Regions from separate parts of the Mus musculus genome. Here all the other regions are linked to region 1. A link is a contact called in public promoter capture Hi-C data. All regions are on one chromosome and are shown on one strand. The core of a region is the stretch at or near the end of the contact, and the rest is flanking DNA. Distances in the headings are between cores, read along the strand shown.

The links. Promoter capture Hi-C pulls out the DNA fragments that hold promoters and counts their contacts.
Region 2: a promoter capture Hi-C map of liver shows a contact between it and region 1, with 6 times the contacts expected there. The contact joins the promoter of Eif3j1 here to the promoter of Rmdn3 in region 1. A contact is called at or near these places in 2 of 39 promoter capture datasets (both in liver).
Region 3: a contact with region 1 is called in a promoter capture Hi-C map of liver, with 6 times the contacts expected there. The contact joins the promoter of Mfap1b here to the promoter of Rmdn3 in region 1.
Region 4: a contact with region 1 is called in a promoter capture Hi-C map of liver, with 2.8 times the contacts expected there. The contact joins the promoter of Pdia3 here to the promoter of Rmdn3 in region 1.
Region 5: a promoter capture Hi-C map of liver shows a contact between it and region 1, with 5 times the contacts expected there. The contact joins the promoter of Zscan29 here to the promoter of Rmdn3 in region 1. A contact is called at or near these places in 3 of 39 promoter capture datasets (liver and pre-B cells).

The regions. Positions count from the first base shown.
Region 1 is chr2:119,155,353-119,159,069 of GRCm38.p6, forward strand. Rmdn3 (regulator of microtubule dynamics 3) reads right to left here and starts at 1,682. Exons shown (of 13, transcript NM_001033136.3): 1 at 1,555-1,682; 2 at 1,006-1,199. The coding sequence starts at 1,192.
Region 2 is chr2:122,026,644-122,030,360 of GRCm38.p6, forward strand. Eif3j1 (eukaryotic translation initiation factor 3, subunit J1) reads left to right here and starts at 1,937. Exons shown (of 8, transcript NM_144545.4): 1 at 1,937-2,081; 2 at 2,165-2,268. The coding sequence starts at 2,030.
Region 3 is chr2:121,472,242-121,475,958 of GRCm38.p6, forward strand. It overlaps Mfap1b (microfibrillar-associated protein 1B), which reads right to left and starts at 1,782. Exons shown (of 7, transcript NM_001081975.3): 1 at 1,593-1,782. The coding sequence starts at 1,671. It also overlaps the pseudogene Gm14018.
Region 4 is chr2:121,411,868-121,415,584 of GRCm38.p6, forward strand. Pdia3 (protein disulfide isomerase associated 3) reads left to right here and starts at 2,035. Exons shown (of 13, transcript NM_007952.2): 1 at 2,035-2,338. The coding sequence starts at 2,172. It overlaps Catsper2 (cation channel, sperm associated 2), which reads right to left and starts at 1,925. Exons shown (of 13, transcript NM_153075.3): 1 at 1,549-1,925; 2 at 283-423. The coding sequence starts at 421.
Region 5 is chr2:121,169,494-121,173,210 of GRCm38.p6, forward strand. Zscan29 (zinc finger SCAN domains 29) reads right to left here and starts at 1,632. Exons shown (of 5, transcript NM_001290819.1): 1 at 317-1,632. The coding sequence starts at 631. Tubgcp4 (tubulin, gamma complex associated protein 4) reads left to right here and starts at 1,675. Exons shown (of 18, transcript NM_153387.3): 1 at 1,675-1,978. The coding sequence starts at 1,901.

The sequences.
Region 1 (3,717 bases), core at 432-2,931:
GGAAGACGGCAGGCCCCATGGAGCAGACATGCATACATCCCTCGTTAGAGGAAATCTAGGCCAGCAGTGCCAGGGTACACCAAGGAAGATAACTAGAATGCGTAGGCTTTCTCCCATCCTCATGGGAGGCCAGACAACTGCTAAAACATAACAAATGAGCAAAGTACAAGTGAGGAGAAAGCCAGGTCACTGGCCCTGCCACGTTACCACTATGTTATCAGACGCTGACAGCTGCAACCTAGGGTGATAAGTGCGCAGACACTCTTGCAGAACTCACATTCCCAGTTAGCACTGAATCAGAAGATATATGAGTGCAGTGGTCACAGAAAACATTTCCAATCAGCACGGAACGAGGGGGGCTACACGAGCCTCTGTCACCCAAATAAGGGGAGCGATTCAAAGCCCCAGCTGCTCTGCTTAAATGACTTAACCTGAAGACTTTTTACAAAACGAAATCCATTTCATCTGTCACTGCTGGCTTTCAACCATTTGGCTTGAGTTGCATGAATGTGCTCTCAGCCTGTGCTGTGGAAAGTCCACTGGACCAGACGACTGGGTCCAGCTTTACCTCTTACTCTGTAACAACCTCGAGAAAGTTACACAATCCCTATGAATCTTTCTTCATAAAAGGGATTTTTCAAACTTGGATTACTCTCCAAACACGACTTCATATCTGGATACATATATTCACGCCACCAGAACTTTTAATTCCAATGAGATTATTTCTTTTTCCTTCTTTCAGACTCTTCCTCTGTCAAACACACCCCTCACCCAGCACTTCTCAAATGCCCTCCGTACACATTCATGGGCGCGACCAGAACTAAAAGTGAAAGCTACAGTCCTGCACCAAGCTTTCCTGGAATCGGAGGAAAGGGCACAGCTTTCCTTTTTGGTGAGTTTTTCCTAAAACTGTGAAACTCAGCCTTTCCACTGCCCCGCCATCCTGCTCTGCGAAAGACAGCCCGAGCCCCAGTGCCATCAGTAAGTTATGACCTGTGCTCTTACCCTGGCGTCCACGCTCTGAAGCCTGCGCATAGTCCAGGGAGTTGGGCAGACTGTGACTCCGGCCATGGCGCTGGGTCCGTTTCCATCGCTGGCTGTAAAGGACGCACAGGAATCCAAGGCCGGCGGCAGTACCAAGTAACAGTCCCAACCCGGCGCGGGAGCCGCCCAGGGCCCCCAGTCTAGACATAGTGTACCTGCAGCCCGCGTAAGAAACAGGAGCGAACCGAGAGAGAGTCATGAGGCCGGCCCTCCACCCCCGAGGCAGAACCCGTTAGCCACGGCCTCACCCAGGTCCGGCCGGACGGTGCCGCAGCCCCCGGCTCACCCAGGTCCAGCCCGCGGGTGCCGCAGCCCCCGGCGCAGACGGACGCCCTGCCAAGAGGCAGCAGCGCCGGTCCAACGCGCCCCTGCCCAGTGCAGTCCGGCTTCCGCGCCCCTGGCCTCCCAACACCCTGTACGTGACAACCTCGCAGCCGGCTGCACACTCTCGGCCTTCCGGCGCCCCCCGAAGCCACGCTGGGCCCGCAGGAGACCAACTCAGACCCTTACCCAGCCACCAGCCACCATGGCAGCAGCAGGCACCGCGCTTTCACTCTGTCAATGATTTTGACGTCCTTAATCCGCGCCACCTGCTCCGCGCACGGTGAGACGCGCGTGGAGATGACGCACGAGGCTCTGCCTCCCACCCGGGTTCTGTGGGCGGGGCTACATCGGCGAATGGACGCTGTGCGGTTACCGGGGCCGCGAAGGTGGGTTGGGCTGTCTAGTGTCCGAGCCTCTGGGTGGACTTTACCCGGTGCTACGGCCAGAATGTGCTCCGCAAATCTCACGCTGCTTATACCTGGAAGATGCCACCACCCCCACCTCTTCTTAACACTGGCTTTATTTTCAGCTGAGTCGTTTACCGATTTTTCCAGTCAAACCCCAAACAACAGCGCCACTGCTAGATGAAATTGGAGTAAGTTGTTGGTTATCGATAAGATGTCCCTACATCGCTGGGACTCCTACAAGTTTTCAAAAATCCTCTTCAAGCCAGGGCCCCTGGACCAGGAGGATCATTGCGAGTTCGAATCTAATCAGGACTGTATAGTCTACAGAGCAAGCTTCAGGACAGCCAGGGCTCCACAGAGAAACTGGGTCTGATACATACCATTTCTGCTATCTTTGCTTTGTATGTTGCTGCTTTATTAAGTCAGGGGATCACTATATAGCCCAGACTGGCAAGTGCTGTGCCACTGAACCACATCATCAAACTTTTTTTTTTTTATTTTGAGGAGGGGGGACTTTTAAATTTTGAGACCAGACCTCAAGTTGCTGAAGTTAGCTTTGAATTCGCTCTGTAGCACAGAGAGACCTCGATCTTGTGAGCCTTCTGAACCCCAACTCTGCCAAAAGCTGGGATATGGTCTTTGTCATAAAGCCAAGCTTTGGCGTCTCTGGCCTTCTGCTTTGGCCTTCCAAATTCAAGACTACAGATTTGTCTGCCTCCAAATGTATTCATATATAAATGAATATAATATAAAGTATCTCACCATTTTAAGATAGACACAGGTTTTAGAGGACTTAGATAATCCCACTGTCTCTTTTTTTTTCAAAGATTTATTTATTTATTTTATGTATATGAGTACACTCTAGATGTCTTCAGACAGCACCAGAAGAGGGGATCAAAATCCATCACAGATGGTTGTGGTGAGCCACCATGTGGTTGCTGGGTATTGAACTCAGGACATCTGGAAAAGCAGTCAGTGCTCTTAACCACTGAGCCATCTCTCCAGCCCTCCACTGTCTTTTTTGTTTCTTGGTTTGAGTTTTTGTTTTGGGTTGGTTGGTTTGTTTGTTGAGATGGGGTTTTTCTGTATGGTGCTGGCTGCTTTAGAACTAACTCTCTCTCTCTCTCTCTCTCTCTCTCTCTCTCTCTCTCTCTCTCTAAGATTTATTTATTTATTATATGTAAGTACACTGTAGCTGTCCTCAGCTACTCCAGAAGAGGGCATCAGATTTCATTATGGATGGTTGTGAGCCACCATGTGGTTGCTGGGATTTGAACTTGGGACCTTCGGAAGAGCAGGTGACGCTCTTAACCACTGAGCCATCTTGCCAGCCCCTAGAACTCTCTTTGTAGACCAGGAGGGTCTTGAACTCACAGCAATCCACCTGCCGCTGTCTTAAACATTTATTATTAAATGTTATTAAACATTTGTTTAATCCCAGCATTTGGGAGGCAGAGGCAGGCAGATTTCTGAGTTCAAGGCCAGCCTGGTCTACAGAGGGAATTCCAGGACAGCCAGGGCTATACAGAGAAACCCTGTCTCGATAAATAAATAAATAAATAAATAAATAACATTTATTAAATTATTAAATGTTATTAAACTGTTATTAAACATTTTGGAGCCAGGCTGGTAGTAGTGGCACATGTCTTTAATCCCAGCACTTAGAAGGCAGAGACAGGTGGATTTCTGAGTTCGAGGCCAGCCTGGTCTACAGAGTGAGTTCCAGGACAGCCAAAGCTATACAGAGAAACCCTGTCTCGAAAAAACAAAAACAAAAAAACAAAAACATTTTGTAGCCAAGCGGTAGTGGTGCCTGCCTTTAATTTCAACACTTGGGAAGCAGAGGCAGGAGGATTTCTAAGTTTGAGGCCATCCTGATTTATAGAGTGAGTTTCAGGACATCCGGGGCTACAAAGAGAGACCCTTTCTCAGCCCCTGCTCC
Region 2 (3,717 bases), core at 687-3,186, 2.9 Mb after region 1:
CAACTATGTTACATCCCCAGGCTAAAAAGTTGAGGTTTTTCTAAAAACAAAGTCATTAAAGATATTTTATCTGGAAGGAAGCAATGTTATTTACTATTTATTCAGACAGGTTGGGACAGATCCTGGATGCATAAGTCTTCCTTCCTAGGGTCTTGTCTTAATTTGGATTCACGACTGGATCAACATGTATTACAATGCTTTACTCAATTTATTGATTTAAACATTAGTCACATCTAACATTCACAGCGATTAGACTGGTATTTGACTAAAAGCTAGGGGACATAGGTACCACAGTCTAGTCAAGCTGATAAATAGAATTAGCCATTCTGTTGCCTTTGACCTTAAAATAGTTTTCAGACTGGTTCCTTCCTCTCCATTGTCACTGGCTTAATTTGGGCTTGAGTTATCCTTGCAGAATTAATTCATTCGAGTTGGAAATCGCATAGCTCAGTGGTAATGCAAGGAAGGCAGAGGCTCTTGGTTTTATCCTATACTTATGTACTAGGTACTTTGTAAAATCATAAATGGATTTTTTTTTTTTTTTTTTTTGGTTTTTTGAGACAGGACTTCTCTGTGTAGCCCTGGCTGTCCTGGCACTCTGTAGACCAGGCTGGCCACCACGTGTGCCACCACGCTGGGCGGATGCTTTCTTTTATAGAGCGTCATCTCTCATTTTAATAATGCTGTCGAACAGCTGAGCGTGGTGGCGCACGCCTTTAATCCCAGCTCTCGGGAGGCAGAGGCAGGCTGATTTCTGAGTTTGAGGCCAGCTTGGTCTACTGAGTGAGTTCCAGGACAGCCAGGGCTACACAGAGAAATCCTGTCTCGAAAACAAACAAACAAACAAACAAACACAAAAAAATTGCGGTAGAACATTTCTTGAAAGACCACCTTATAAAATGTTTACTTGTAGACGAAAAATACACAAGAAACGGAAAGTACTAAGAATGGCTGATGTGTGTCTGTTTTTTTTAAAGACTTAAAACCTAAGCTCATGCCTTTAATCCCAGCACCTGGGAGCCAGCCTGGTTCACAGAGCGAGTTCCAGGACAGCCCAGGCTACAGAGAGAAACTTGTCTTAAAAACAAAGCAAAACAAAACAAAAAACTTTAAAAACAATGAATATATTGGAAAATCAGACAATATCTAAACTAGCTCCTTCCTTCTTAATGTCCTTACTGGGAAGCCCTGTGCCAAGGGGGAGAGAATTTTGCTCCTTTTAGGTTCTTTTTATCAGTTTACCTGTTAGAATGCACTCAGATGAGCACCACAAGCCTTCTCTCTACCAGAAATGCACCGGAGCACAAGTCACTTGGTTTCTCAAACTCCAGCTTCACCAGTGCCTACCGCGGGCAGAAAACTGAAACTTCCGTCGTCGTTAATGCTACCTTTTTAACATCTAACCTCATAATGCTTCTTTTTGTTGCAGCCACTGCACTGTGTCGAAATCTGTTTACATAACTATTTTGCTACTGTGTTGAGGACAAACTAGAATAAGCCTGGGACGGACCACGGAACTCCGAAATGTTTTCGCCAAAACAATCACCGTGCAGGACTTCGGGTGATCACCGGAAGGGAGAACCAGGGAGACTTGGAGTATACTTCCATCTCCGTGCCCGAATGCTAGGAGGCCACGGGATATCTGCCCTGTCCACTTCCTCCTCGCTGCTCGCCTGCTGCCGGCTCACGATCAGCCAGCACTAGAAGACCCACTCGCTAGCCGAGCACCGCCCGACTCACGCGTGCGCACTTCCTTTCTCTTCTCGCGGGGGGTGGGGGATGAGGGGGTGAGGGGTGTGGCTTGGGGGGACCAGGCTGGTCCGCGTCTCCCAGCCCAGCGTCGCCCCACCCCGCCCGCCCCGCCCCTGCCGCGCGCGTCGCCCGTGGGGCGGAGCCTCTGCCGGGCGCCCAGTCAGCCACTGTCCCAGCCTGCCCTGCGCGGGCCAACGAGAGCCAGCCCAGTGACTCACCTCTGCCGCGCTAACTCTTCGCAGCTCTTCCCATCGCACACGCTCACCCCCGGTTCGAGATGGCGGCGGCGGCGGCGGCGGCAGCGGCGGCGGGGGACTCAGACTCTTGGGGTGAGCAGAAGTTCCGGCCCAAATGCGGGCTGTGGCGGCCCCGCTCCCACGCGGGTACTAACGCGACTCGCTCTCTTCCGTAGACGCGGACACGTTCTCTATGGAGGACCCGGTGCGGAAGGTCGCGGGCGGCGGCACGGCCGGCGGGGACCGCTGGGAAGGCGAGGACGAGGACGAGGACGTGAAGGTAGGTTCGGGCCCGGGAGCCAGGCTACGCCCGTGGGCGCCGGCTGCGGGCGGGGAGATCGGGCCCCCGGGGCGCCGCCCGGGCCTGCGGGCCGTGGGTCCCGCGTGAGCTTCGGCCCGGAGGTTCCCTCGGCTGGACGGCCATGTGGGCAGCAAGGCGGCAGCTTGTCCGGCCGGACTCTGCGGAGGGTGGTGACCGCCTGGGCCCCAGCCCTTCACCGAGGGTCGGCTCTCTGGCCTGGAACCTAACTGGAGACGAGAAGTGACAGCAGCAGTCCGGTCGGCCCACGTGCTATCTTCGCAGTCCAGAACCTCTCACCGAAACTAGGCGAACAGATCGGGAACTCGGTTTCAGTGTTTGTCCCATATGGAAAGTCGTGGATCCGCTTTTCCTAGTTCGGCTCTCCCATGTGTCAGTAACTTAGGTATGATTGTGAAGGCCGGTAGCTCGTTTGAGCGATTAGATGGAGAAAATACATTGAATTTTCTAAACTAGAATTGGAGTAGTAAAACAACTTTTAGCTCTCCCTTCCCCCACCCTGTGGTAAGAAGGATGAACTGAGAGCACTGAGATAACCATCGGGTTAGTGGACAGAACTGTGAACTCTGAAAAACAGAGCTAACAGTTATTCATCTACACAGGGACAGACAGGCTTAGAAAAAAACCCCAAAGAGTTGGTGGTTGTGGTAGACCAGGGGCCAGTGGTTTGTTTGTTTTTTTTTTTTTTTGTATTGTAAATTCGAGTCCTATTCACCTTTATTGTTCTTAAAAACTCTCACGGGCTCATCTTACAGCTTTAGATATACTGTTTGGATTTTTCATTTTTACTCTGAACTTTGCTGAAGTGTATGTCTACTTTACCAGACAGCCTGAATTTGAGGAATGAAGTGATCTTTGTGTACATTGAAGTTAATAATGAAGTTAATAATAGTGCTGTTGACTGGCTACTTACGTGCTTTCTTTATCTATTGTATGTATACACTTGGGCATGGTTTGTTACCGACCTTATATTATCCTATCACGGCAGATTTTCAGTTTTGACTTTTCACTTTTCCTAGGAAGTAGAAGTTAGGACATCTTATAAAGTTAAAGAAGTTAAAGTTGGGCTGGAGAGATGGCTCAGCGATTAAGAGCACTGACTGCTCTTCTGAAGGTCCTGAGTTCAAATCCCAGTAACCACTAGCCACCCATCTGTAATGAAATCTGATGCCCTCCTACAGTGTACTTATATGTAATAATAAATAAGTCTTGGGAAAAAAAAAAAGTCAAGAGATGGGAGTAAGTTTAAAACAAAACAGGGGACAGTGGGGGGAAAGTAAAGGAGGCGGGAATAAATGCCAAAAGGTTGTTTAAAGCTTTCAGTAATGATGCCATGTAGTATCTACCTGGGGTTATGGAATGTAAATGGTGTCATTCCTGATGTTTATAATTCGTATCACTTAACAGTGG
Region 3 (3,717 bases), core at 532-3,031, 2.3 Mb after region 1:
AAAGTCAGAAAAGTAGTTCAGGTCCCCTGGAATTAGAGTCATGGATGACTGGGCCACATAGTCCTCTATAAGAGCAACAATTGCCCTTAACCACAGACCCATCTGCCAGTCCAAATACCTTTCTTTCTTTCTTCTTCTTTTTTTTTTTTTTTTTTTTTTTTTTTAGTTTTTTATGTTCATTTTTCAGAGGCAGGGTCTCTTTATGCAGACCTGGCTGGCAAGGACCAAGCTGGTTTGAAACTCACAGAGCTGTCTGCCTCTGCCTACTGACTGCTTAAATGCATATGCCCACACTTATGTGTTTTCTACAACTTTCTTTTTTTTTTTTCTCTTTGTTTTGTACAACTTTCTTGAGACAGGTTCTTTCACTGAACCTGTTGCTTGCTGTTTCAGCTATTATTAGCCCAGCCATCAAGCCTAAAGTTCCTAACTCGTCTCTTCTCCCCACAAGGTGTCTATGTGGATGCTCGGGGTCTGACCTCAGGCACAGTAAGGGCAGCTCTCTTCCTAGCTTCTCTCTCTGCGGTGCTGTGGCAGCCTTTACGACCTAACTTAACGTTCTGACTAGCCAGCTTCTACCTTTTCCTCCAGCTCTTGTGCTGAATCGGGAGATCTCTTCTATAACACAAACAGGGTGGAGCTCAAGAGGTGGCTCAGCAGCTAAGAGGCTCTGCTGCTCATACAGAGGTCCTGGATCAATTTTCCAGCATCTGCATGGCAGTCTGTTACAGTCTGATACTCCAGGCCCTCCTCTGGCCTCTGTGGGTACTGCACCCACATGGTGCATATCCATGCATGGAAGCAAAGCATTCATACACTTAAAAATAAACAAACAAAACAATTACAGTGAAAAGAAACACACAACATAGGCCTCTAGCTCACTTTCTTCTTTTTTTTTTTAAAGATTTTATTTATTTATTATATGTAAGTACACTGTAGCCGTCTTCAGACACTCCAGAAGAGGGCATTAGATTTCGTTATGGATGGTTGTGAGCCACCATGTGGTTGCTGGAATTTGAACTCAGGACCTTGGGAAGAGCAGTCGGTGCTCTTAACCACTGAGCCATCTCGCCAGCCCCACTTTCTTCTTATATTTTGATTTTTGTTACTGTTCTGCCTGTGAGCCTGGCCTTTAACGGTTGAGCCATCTATGCAGCATTATTATTATCATCATTTGTAAGGATGCTATGTGTGGATATGTGCACAAGCGTAGGTACTGGCAGAAGCCAGAGGTGTCAGATCTCCCTAGACTTGGGGTCCCAGGTTGTTGTTGAGTCACCTGAAGTGACTGCTGGCAATTGAACTTGCGCCCTGTGGTACAGCAGTACGTCCTCTCAACCGCTGATCTGCCTCTCCAGCCTCCTTTACTTCATATTTCGAGAGAGATCTCCTCACTAAATCGATCAGGTAGATGCAAGTGGATCCCGCTATCCCCTTTCTCTACGCCACCTGTGACTTTAGGCGGGACGCAGGAAGAAACTGCAGCTAGGTTTTAAGGGCCAGCCGAGCTGGCATGGTCGGCGTAAGGCAGGTTTGAGAGATACTCAGGATGAAAGAGTTCAGAGCCAACCGGAGGGGAGGGGAGCCCGTACCTTTCTCGTTTCGAACTGGGACGGCCCCAGCCGTAGACTGGATGGGCGGCTGCTTCATGAGTGCGCTTGGGACCGACATGGTGACGGCTGCCGCGGAGACTCTCCAAAACGGACTCAATCCCAACAACGAAGAGCAAGGAGCAGAACGCCGCGTCCCACAGGCTGTGCTGGACACAGCTGCGCAACTGACAGAAACAACTTCCGGCAGAGGTAGAGGAACCGGAAGTACATAACAGAGGATTGTGGGTAATTGGAGGGCGGCTGAGCGCTGATCGCTTAAAGGGCTAGCTTGAAATTTGTGCGCTTTCCTAAGGCAATTTTCTCGTCTTCAACCGCTCAAGAACTGGAAGGTCCTCCTGTCTGACAGTTGTTTCTTTTGGTTTTGGTAAGGTCCAGGAAGGTTCGGATTAAAGATTTTATTTATTACATTTTAGGAGAGACTGTTGGTGCATACTGTTTAAAGCTAGAAGTGTGGCCGAAAATGATGGTGCACCCCTTTAATCCCAGTAAGAAGCAGAGGCAGGCGGATTTCTGAGTTCGAGGACAGCCTGGTTTACAGAGTGAGTTTCAGGACAGCCAGGGCTACGCAGAGAAACCCTGTTTTGAAAAAACAAAAAAGAAAAAACAAATAAAAAATAAAAAGCTAGAAGTGTAAAGTGTTTCATCCGGATACGTGGGTCACGTCTGTAATCCCAGCATTTGGGAAGGTGAAAGAGGATTGCCGTGTTTTGTAGGCCAGCTTAGGCAACAAGAGAAGACTCTTCAAAAGAAAAAAAAAAAAAAAAAAAGGAGAATCCCTTAGGGGCCAATTGTTGATTTGGACACACATGCCCTTATTCTAGCACTGGAAAGACCGTGGCAGGTGGATTTCTGTAATTGAGGCTAGTCGGTCTACACAGTAAAAATTCTGGGAGGGAGTACAATATTATATAGGACTTTGAAGGTTCTGTTAATATAATTATCAAATTTTTTCACCTGTGTCCTTGCTTGGTGAAGACAGGAAATTGACAAACTTTAGTGAGGATTTTCAATGAGTCAAACAAGGACGAAGCTTACAAGCAGAAAAGCTTTAGAAGGCCAGAGTAGACAAAAATATTTTTGTTGTTGTTGTTATTATTAAAAATGTTTATTGGATTATAACCACATTACCCTCCCATCTAAATTAAGGGGGGGAGCCCCAAAGATATACATAAAAATAAGAAGTTCAAGTTAGAACCCCTCAGAGTTTGTAAACAACTATGCACTAAATGTTAACCTGAGAGAAACAGAAGTGTCTACCTTTAGCAAATTCTGCCGAGTGTGATGGCTCACACCTTTAATCCCAGCACCGGGGAGGCAGAGACAGGCAGATTTCTGAGTTCGAGGCCAGCCTGGTCTACAAAGTGAGAAACCCTTTACAGAGAAACCCTGTCTCGAAAAAACAAAACAAACAAACAAACAAAAACAAAACAAAACAAAAAACCCCAAATTCTTATTATTGGGGTGGGTGAGCCATGCCATATATGATGATCAGAGGACAATAGTGAGAAATGGCCCTTATGGAGGCTCTGGGAGTAAGATAAAGATGCTAGGCTTGGGTGGCAAGCATCCTAACCTGTGCATCATCTCCCTTGTGTTTGAGACAGCGTCTGTTGGACCTGGGCTCTGTGTTCAGGGTAGTCAGTTTGGCCATGGAGCTGCAGAACTCCACTTGTCTTGCATCACCTGTGCTTGAATTCTAATGCCAGCCTTTTAATTTGGGTGCTGGGAATCAAACACAGGTCCTAATGCCAACACCTGTGTTATTTCTTTCAAGTTCTGCCTATTGACGTTTATGCTTATTTGTCTTCTATTCCCTTTTTTTGTTTTGTTTTGTTTTGTTTTTAAGATTTATTTATTTTATGTATGTGAGTACACTGTTGCTTTCTTCAGATATACTGGAAGACGGCATTGGATCCTGTTACAGATGGCTGTGAGCCACCATGGGATTGCTGGAATTGAACTCAAGACCTCTGGAAGAGCAGTCAGATCTTAACCACTGAGCCATCTCTGCAGTCCCTTGTCTTCCATTCCTTATCGCATTTATGAACATACAGATCTTTCCCACGAGGCCATGCTGCAAAGCAGTGGTGTTCTTTAAAGGAAG
Region 4 (3,717 bases), core at 785-3,284, 2.3 Mb after region 1:
TCTCCTTCCAGGTAGGTTCTGAGAATCAGACTCAGGCTATCATTATTAGCTGCAGGCACCTTTACTCTTGCCGGCTCTAATTTTGTTTGCTTGTTTGTTTCATTTTGTTTTCTGAACCAGGACCTGGCTATGTAACCCAAGCTGGTCTTTATTATTTAAAGCCCAAGTGACCCCGGATTCAGTCATGGACCGTTATTCCTGGCTCCACCCTTAAGTATGTCTCACTTTCTCTTGAGGATATGGACAGGAATATCACGTTTAGTGTGAATGAGGGTTACTAACCAAGTATCTCCCGGAGAGTGTGCCTTGGTACGGCTTGGCTCAAGCCCTGCAAATGCTCTATGAGCGAGAAAGTGTCAATGAGCTTTGAACGGATAGCATCAGCTCTGAGCAGCTGGAAATGTCCTTGTTCTTGTGCCATGTCTGTTAAGAAAGTAGAACCAAGGATGTCATGCTTAAGAATTATACTACAATTAGCAGGCTCTCTCCTCCCCCAGCTTCTTTGCCTTTTAGAGATTCAAGAAGCCCACACAAAAAAAGCTATGAGCAGTTAAGAATAAACACATTGAAAGACTCAAAGGTATTTTGTTGTTGTTCGGTACGGATTTTGTTTTTCATCTAAGCAAAAGACATAAAAGTCATAAGAAGCTAGGCAGTGGTGGTGCACGCCTTTAATCCCAGCACTTGGGAGGCAGAGGCAGGCGGATTTCTGAGTTAGAGGCCAGGCTGGTCTATAAAGTGAGTTCCAGGACAGCCAGGGCTGCACAGAGAAACCCTGTCTCGAAAAGCCAAAAACAACAACAACAACAAAAAAAAAACAAAAACAAAAGTCATAAGAAATATCTTCACAGCTAACTAAATATTCGGGTTATTTTCACTTTCTGACAGCATTTGTAATTAAACACTTCTTTTTGAAAATTAGGCTTAAATGTTAGGCAGGTGGCCCATGGCTTGGATCCCAGCGCTCTGGAGATAGAGGCAGGCAAATCTCAGAGCTCAAAGACAGCCTAGTGAAGGACAGCCAGGGCTACACAGAGAAACTATCTTGAAAAACAAACAAAAATCAGTTTAAAAGGCAGGCAGTGTAGACAGATATTCCAGTCTCAAGAGGATGGTGGATCTCTGTTGAGTTCCACATTTGCCTGGTCTATATAGTGAGTTCCAGGGCAGCCAATCCTCCTTGCCTCAAAAAAAAAAAAAAAAAAAAAAAAAGGTGAAAGCTGAGCCTGTGCCTATTAGTACGTAGTGCACACTATCAGTCTCAGCCACTCGAGAGGCTGAGGCCAGAGGATGGAAAGTTCTAGACCTTCGCGGATTACAGTATGAAGTCAAGGCCAGCCTGGACACCTTGGTGTGAACATGACTCAAAAAGTCAAAAGAGGACTAGGGATGTAATCCAGTGTTGGATCACTTGCCCAGCAATGTGCAAGGTTCTGGGCTCAATCCTCAGCTACCCACCCTCTCAAACAAACCAACAAACAACAATGGGGGGGGGGGGAGCAGCAGGCAGGGAGGGCAGAGGCCTAAGGCTGGACAAAGAATACAGACCTCACGTGGACCTGACAAAGCAGGATACGAGGTAGGGCAGCGGCAGGATGTAGACTTACTACGCCCTATAATTGGACAAAGCAACAGCCTGACATTTGGAAAACGTGTCGCGGTGCGCTCAAGTGCGTGCGCGCCCCAATGCCCCGGAGGGAGGGAGCCGGACAGACAGCTCAAGCTCCCCTCCAGCCCTTTCGCGGGCCTCACTTCCGCCCACTCAGCCCTGACTTCACCCCTCCGCCTTCCGCGCCGGCGCCCAGAGCTTCACTCCTCCCCAGCGGGTGGCGCTCAGGGCCGCTCCGGCTTCGCTGAGCCCCCTACTTCCCACCGACCCCCCGTCCAGGCCTCCGCCACAGCCAGACCGGCGGGCGTTCGCCTAAGCGTCCGCCCCGCCTCGCCCCGCGCGCCCGCCAATCGGCAGTTACCAGCTGTTCCGCCCGCCCGACGCTGCGTGACGCAGCCAATCGGCGGCTGCCACACTGCGGGCCCCGAGCAGGCCTAGGGGGTTGGGACCTCGGCAGCGGGTCTGCCCGGGCCAGACGCGCGAGCGCAGGCAAGCGGCTGCAGATTGCGGGCTCTCCCATCTCATTTCTCCGGTCCCGGCCCTCCGACCGCGACCCGCCGCCATGCGCTTCAGCTGCCTAGCTCTGCTCCCGGGCGTGGCGCTGCTGCTCGCCTCGGCCCGTCTCGCCGCCGCCTCCGATGTGTTGGAACTGACGGACGAAAACTTCGAGAGTCGCGTCTCCGACACGGGCTCGGCGGGGCTCATGCTAGTCGAGTTCTTCGCCCCCTGGTGAGGCCACTTTGCGGGATCAGGGCCGGAGGACCGGCTGGGCGCGGGAGCGGTTGGGCCTACGCAGCGCGGGCGCCCTCCACTATCTAGCAGGCCTGGCTGCGGCTGCCTCATTGCCAGTCGGTGGGGAACCGGGAGGCGCTCCGCCCGGGGTGGGGGGTGGGGTGAGGACGAGGTAGGGTGGGGACGGGGGCAGATCCGGAAAGCAGAAAGCCTAAACTCCAGGGTAGGGCCACGTCCTTACCTCCGCGTTCTTGCAGCACTTCCTATGTGGAGGGTTCTCCCATCCCCTCCCCCTCCGGTCTATCTTTCAGTATCTAGGTGAGTCAGTGTATGTGTCCCCAGGTCTGCAGACAAGGCTGGCATCCCAAAGCCTTCAGAGAGGAGGCAGAGGTCCTCTTTTAAGTGGTGAGGTTCTGGGGTTTTTTTTTTTTCTCTTTTTGTCTCCACCCCATTAGAGCCATTGGTTTCTAACCAAGGTCACTCTGTAGCTGCAGAAAGATCCTAAGTGCTTTCTTGAGACAGGCCATTAGTTGGTTCATGGCATGGCTTACACTATTTTACATTAAGCTGCAGAGGCCTCTTATTAAAAGAGTAAACCAACAAGAATTATTTCACTAGGACCTATCATAATTTCAGTATTAAATAATTCTAGAAAATGATAACATTCTGGATAAGAAAGTTACCACTGCTTAACCTAAGAAAAGGGTAAGTTCTATCGAGTGGGTGTGACCCCAAATAAAAACTTTGCTTGGGAAGGGAGAGCAAATAGGATTTCTAGTTTTGTCACTTAGAGTAGTGGATAGGATAATTTACCAATTATTTATTACAAGGGCATACAGTTTAGAGGATGTCAATATTTTTTCCCTCCTAGCACAATGACCCTTAATTCAAACCTGTTCAAAAGTATCAGTAAGACAGAGTGTGATAGTTACACTGTAACTTACCTTTGCTTCTGACCCAGTGGGATTGTTAACATCTCTAGCTTCTCTGACTTAGATGGTCACACTCAAAAGTCCTGTAGTGAAGACTGCCTAAAGAGGCAGGAAGCAAATTGTGTTTCAGTTCAGGCTTCTGTGGTTGACAGTCACATTGATTACACATTATAGATAGCATCTATATGTCTCTAGAATTCGTGTTCTCTCCGAATTTATCATAGTTACATAATGGTGCTGTTAACTGAGGGGGTGTCGCTTGGGTCTGGCTTCTTTGTCTGAAGGAGGTCATACAATTGAAGAATTGTGGGCTCTTACACAATTAGAGTTTTTAGTCAAGGCTTTGGAATATGGTTCAGTGCTTGCCTAGCATGTCCAATCCCCATTGAAACACACACACATGAGAACATATATATTCTTAAGAAACAAGTCTCTGTACACTCT
Region 5 (3,717 bases), core at 382-2,881, 2.0 Mb after region 1:
TGGGGAGTAGGACAGACAAGTGTTTATTCCGTTATCATCAGCTTAGAGTGGTTGAAACTGCAGAAAGATCAAACAGAAACCCAAATAGCAGCTGGAAAAGAAACTTCCCCCATTTTTTCTCTTAAGAAACTGAAGTGAAAGACTTACTGTAACAGAGTAGGCATCTCCAAGCAAGCCCTACCTGAAAAAGTAACCCTTCCAGATCAGAAGTATCAAAATCACCAAACCTCTTTACATCCGACTGATCTTAAACTGCCCCTCCATCCTTGTCTCTCCCCAGCCACACACTTCTGACTGTATTCCCCCTCCTCCTCACCGAATGTCCAGGTCTTCCAGACTCTCTTTCTAAATCTTCCACCAGTGTCACCGCCTCCTCTCCATTTTCTGGACATTGCTTCTGTACCCAGTTCTGGATCTCCACAGGTAGCACAGTCAGGAATTGCTCTAGCACCAACAATTCTACAATCTGCTCCTTGGTCCGCACCTCCGGCCTTAGCCACCGACAGCAAAGTTCCCATAGTTGGCTGAAAGCCTCCCGGGGCCCAGCCACCTCCTGGTAATGGAATCTTCTGAAGCGCTGTCGTAAGCTTTCAGAGCTTGTGCCATTTCCTCTCCGAGTGGGTTTGGCCATCTTTCACAGCAGAAAGCCGTTTCTCTCCTCACTGTCTGGGTTCTAGGACTTATTACACTATCTTTGCATGCCCTTGGAGAAACACCTGCAGATGAGTCTCTCTGTAAAAAGGAGTTTTATCCTAGAGTAGAGAGAAATGGCGCTATCTGAGGAGAGTATCTTTACATGTTTAAAACCTTGTCAGAGCCGGCCTGACTTTCAATATGCTCGAAGTGGCCTTCTGAGGCAGTACCTTTTCAGGACAGCAAATCAATAGGCAAGGTGAAAATGACCTTTTAAAAACTGCATTTCTAGGTGACGTTTAGAGTATCCCCAGGAAGTTGCAGAGAAAAGAAAAATCTGTCCGCTTCGCTCCCACCTCAGGTAAATCATTAGCGCCCCAGATCAAATCGGTCAAAACGTTTGGCGAACGACAACAAAAAGCCTCTGTCCAGCGAGCGCCGGCTATTCTCCCCTAGAACCACCGCCGTCCTTCCAGAAGCTCCTGGTGTCTGCCCCGCCCCTTGAACACCAAACTACAAATTTCCACCCCGAACCAAAGTCAAGTGCCGAACACTGGGTCTCTTGCTCGCGCCTCCCGAACGAAGTAAGAACTCGGCAAGAGTTCCGGGGCGACAGATGGGGAAGGTCGCGCACCGGGGGAGCCGACTTGGGCTTCTAAATTGAGGTGGACTAGGGGAGAGTTACAGGAGTTGGTGAAGCGAGGAAGCTCGAGGGGCGGCAGTGGTGGGTCTCCTGAGAACGAGGCCGATGCGGGCCGGTGCTGCGAGTCCGTGGGCTTCGAGCACAGCTCCACAGCGGCGGCTGCCAAGTTCCAGCTTTGTTTTCTTCCCTCCGGCCGGGTCACTCTGGGAGACGTCGGCAGTCGGTCAAAATGCCACAGACCCTGCCAAGGCGTCCTGAGGACTCCCGCCGGCCCACCCCAGGCCGCGTCTCTCTCAACCAGCTTCTCAACTCACTCTCATCCCTTCCCCTCCTGGGCTAGCCTCAGTCCCGCTCTCAAGCCGGAAGTCCGAGCGGGCTTCTCCTGGAGCCCAGGACGCATGCGCGACGGCACCGGCGCCTCCTCGCGGCTCCGCGGCGGGAGCGAGGCGGTGGGCGCCTGGGCCGCGCGCACTTCCGGGATGCGGCGCGCGGCTCTGTGGCATCTCCTCTCCCGGTGGACTGCGGGGATTCAGGGCAAGAGATTCCGCTGGGTGTGAGGGGTCGCCCGGAGAGGCGCTGAAAAGAGGAGGTGGTAGATCTAGGGACTCCCGAGCCGCCCTAGAAATGATTCACGAACTGCTCTTGGCCCTGAGTGGGTACCCAGGGTCCATTTTCACCTGGAACAAGCGGAGTGGCCTGCAGGTATGCAGGGGGTCAGAGACGAGTCGCTTGCCGCGCGGCGGGTGCAGCTGAGCCGCAGCGAAGGGGCGGGACCCGGGGAACTCCAACCGACCGGCGCCCGCGAGCGGGGAGAAACCGAGGGCCAACCCTACGGAGCTCCGGCTATGGGGGCCCTGCGGTCCCGCGACTCCTGCTAGAGAACCACTAGGAGTGGATAGAACCACACTTCTTTTCACTGCATATGAATTTGTTGTTAAACTGAATCCCTAAATGTGTAGCTGGAATTAGATGATAGTTATTTGAGGGAAAAGGGGGAGGGATAGGGAACTCTTGCATTGATTCAAATTGAATTTTGAAAGTAGTGGAAATGTATACAAAGCGCTCAAGACACAATACTCAGTAAATTGTGTTGGATGAAAAAAATGAATTTGTAAACATATGGTGTTTCCCTCCTTTCTTCGAAAATTTCTGTACCAGGTGAAGAACTTGAGAGGGGGTTTTTCCTGTAATTAGAAGAGTATAACAGGAATGTACCCGTTAGTTGTTTTCTCTTCCTCTCCCCCTCTGTTCCTTTATCTCCCCCAACCCCCGTGAGAAGCCCAGATATAGCGTGATACTCAATATTTTGCCGAAACTAAATTGGCAACACTGAGTTTAATAGCCAGGCGTAGTGTTTGTGCCTGTAATCCCAGCCTTTGGGAAGTTGAAGCAGGATTATTGGTGTGATTCAAGTCCAGCCTGGGCTTCACTGTGGAACCTTCTCTCAAAAAAGAAAGCAAGAAAAGAAGGGAACAGAGGGCAGAGAAAGGCAAAGAAAAGAATGACAACTACAAATGTGTCTAAGTGTGTTGTGTAAAATGGTATCAGTGACTTCAAGGTGGAGTTGACTTTTTCACAGTAATTAAGCCTAAACTAGAATTTTTTTTTTTAAAACTAGAGTATGTGTCTATGTTGTATGAGTGTGGGCATATATGTCACAGAGTGTATGAAGAGGTCAACTTTATGGAGTCACTTCTCTCTTCCCACATTTGTGTAGGTTTCAGGGATTTAACTCAGGTCTTCAGGTTTGTGTAGCAAATGCCTGACTCTCTGAGCCATTTCACTGATCTTAAACCTAGAACTTTTCTAAAACTCTGTCAACAAGAAGTGTTCAAATTTGATAACTGTACCCAAGGAGCTAAAGGGATCTGCAACCCTATAGGTAGAACAACATTATGAACTAACCAGTACCCCGGAGCTCTTGACTCTTAGCTTCATATGTATCAAAAGATGGCCTAATCGGCCATCACTGGAAAGAGAGGCCCATTGGACTTGCAAATTTTATATGCCCCAGTACAGGGGAATGCCAGGGCCAAAAAGTGGGAGTGGGGGGGTAGGGGGGTTGGGGGGGTATGGGGGGCTTTTGGGATAGCATTGGAAATGTAAATGAGGAAAATACCTAATAAAAATATTTTTAAAAAGTCACAAAAAAATTGATAACTGTAGAAGTGTCATCAGTAATAAAAGACACACATACATATATATTGAATCTGTAACTGTGATTAACACCTGTCATTCATATTATCTGTTATCACAGTTATCTCCACTTTTTACTTCTGAAAACTAAGACATTGAGAGGTGCCATGATGTAACTTGCCTAAGCTTTCAAGCAAAACATAATTTGAAGATATAAGCCAAGGGAGTCTCTGTCCCTGTCTGTTTCTGTCTGTCCTCTCTCCTCTCCTCTCCCCTGATCCCCTCTGTGTAGGTCAGAGGACAAC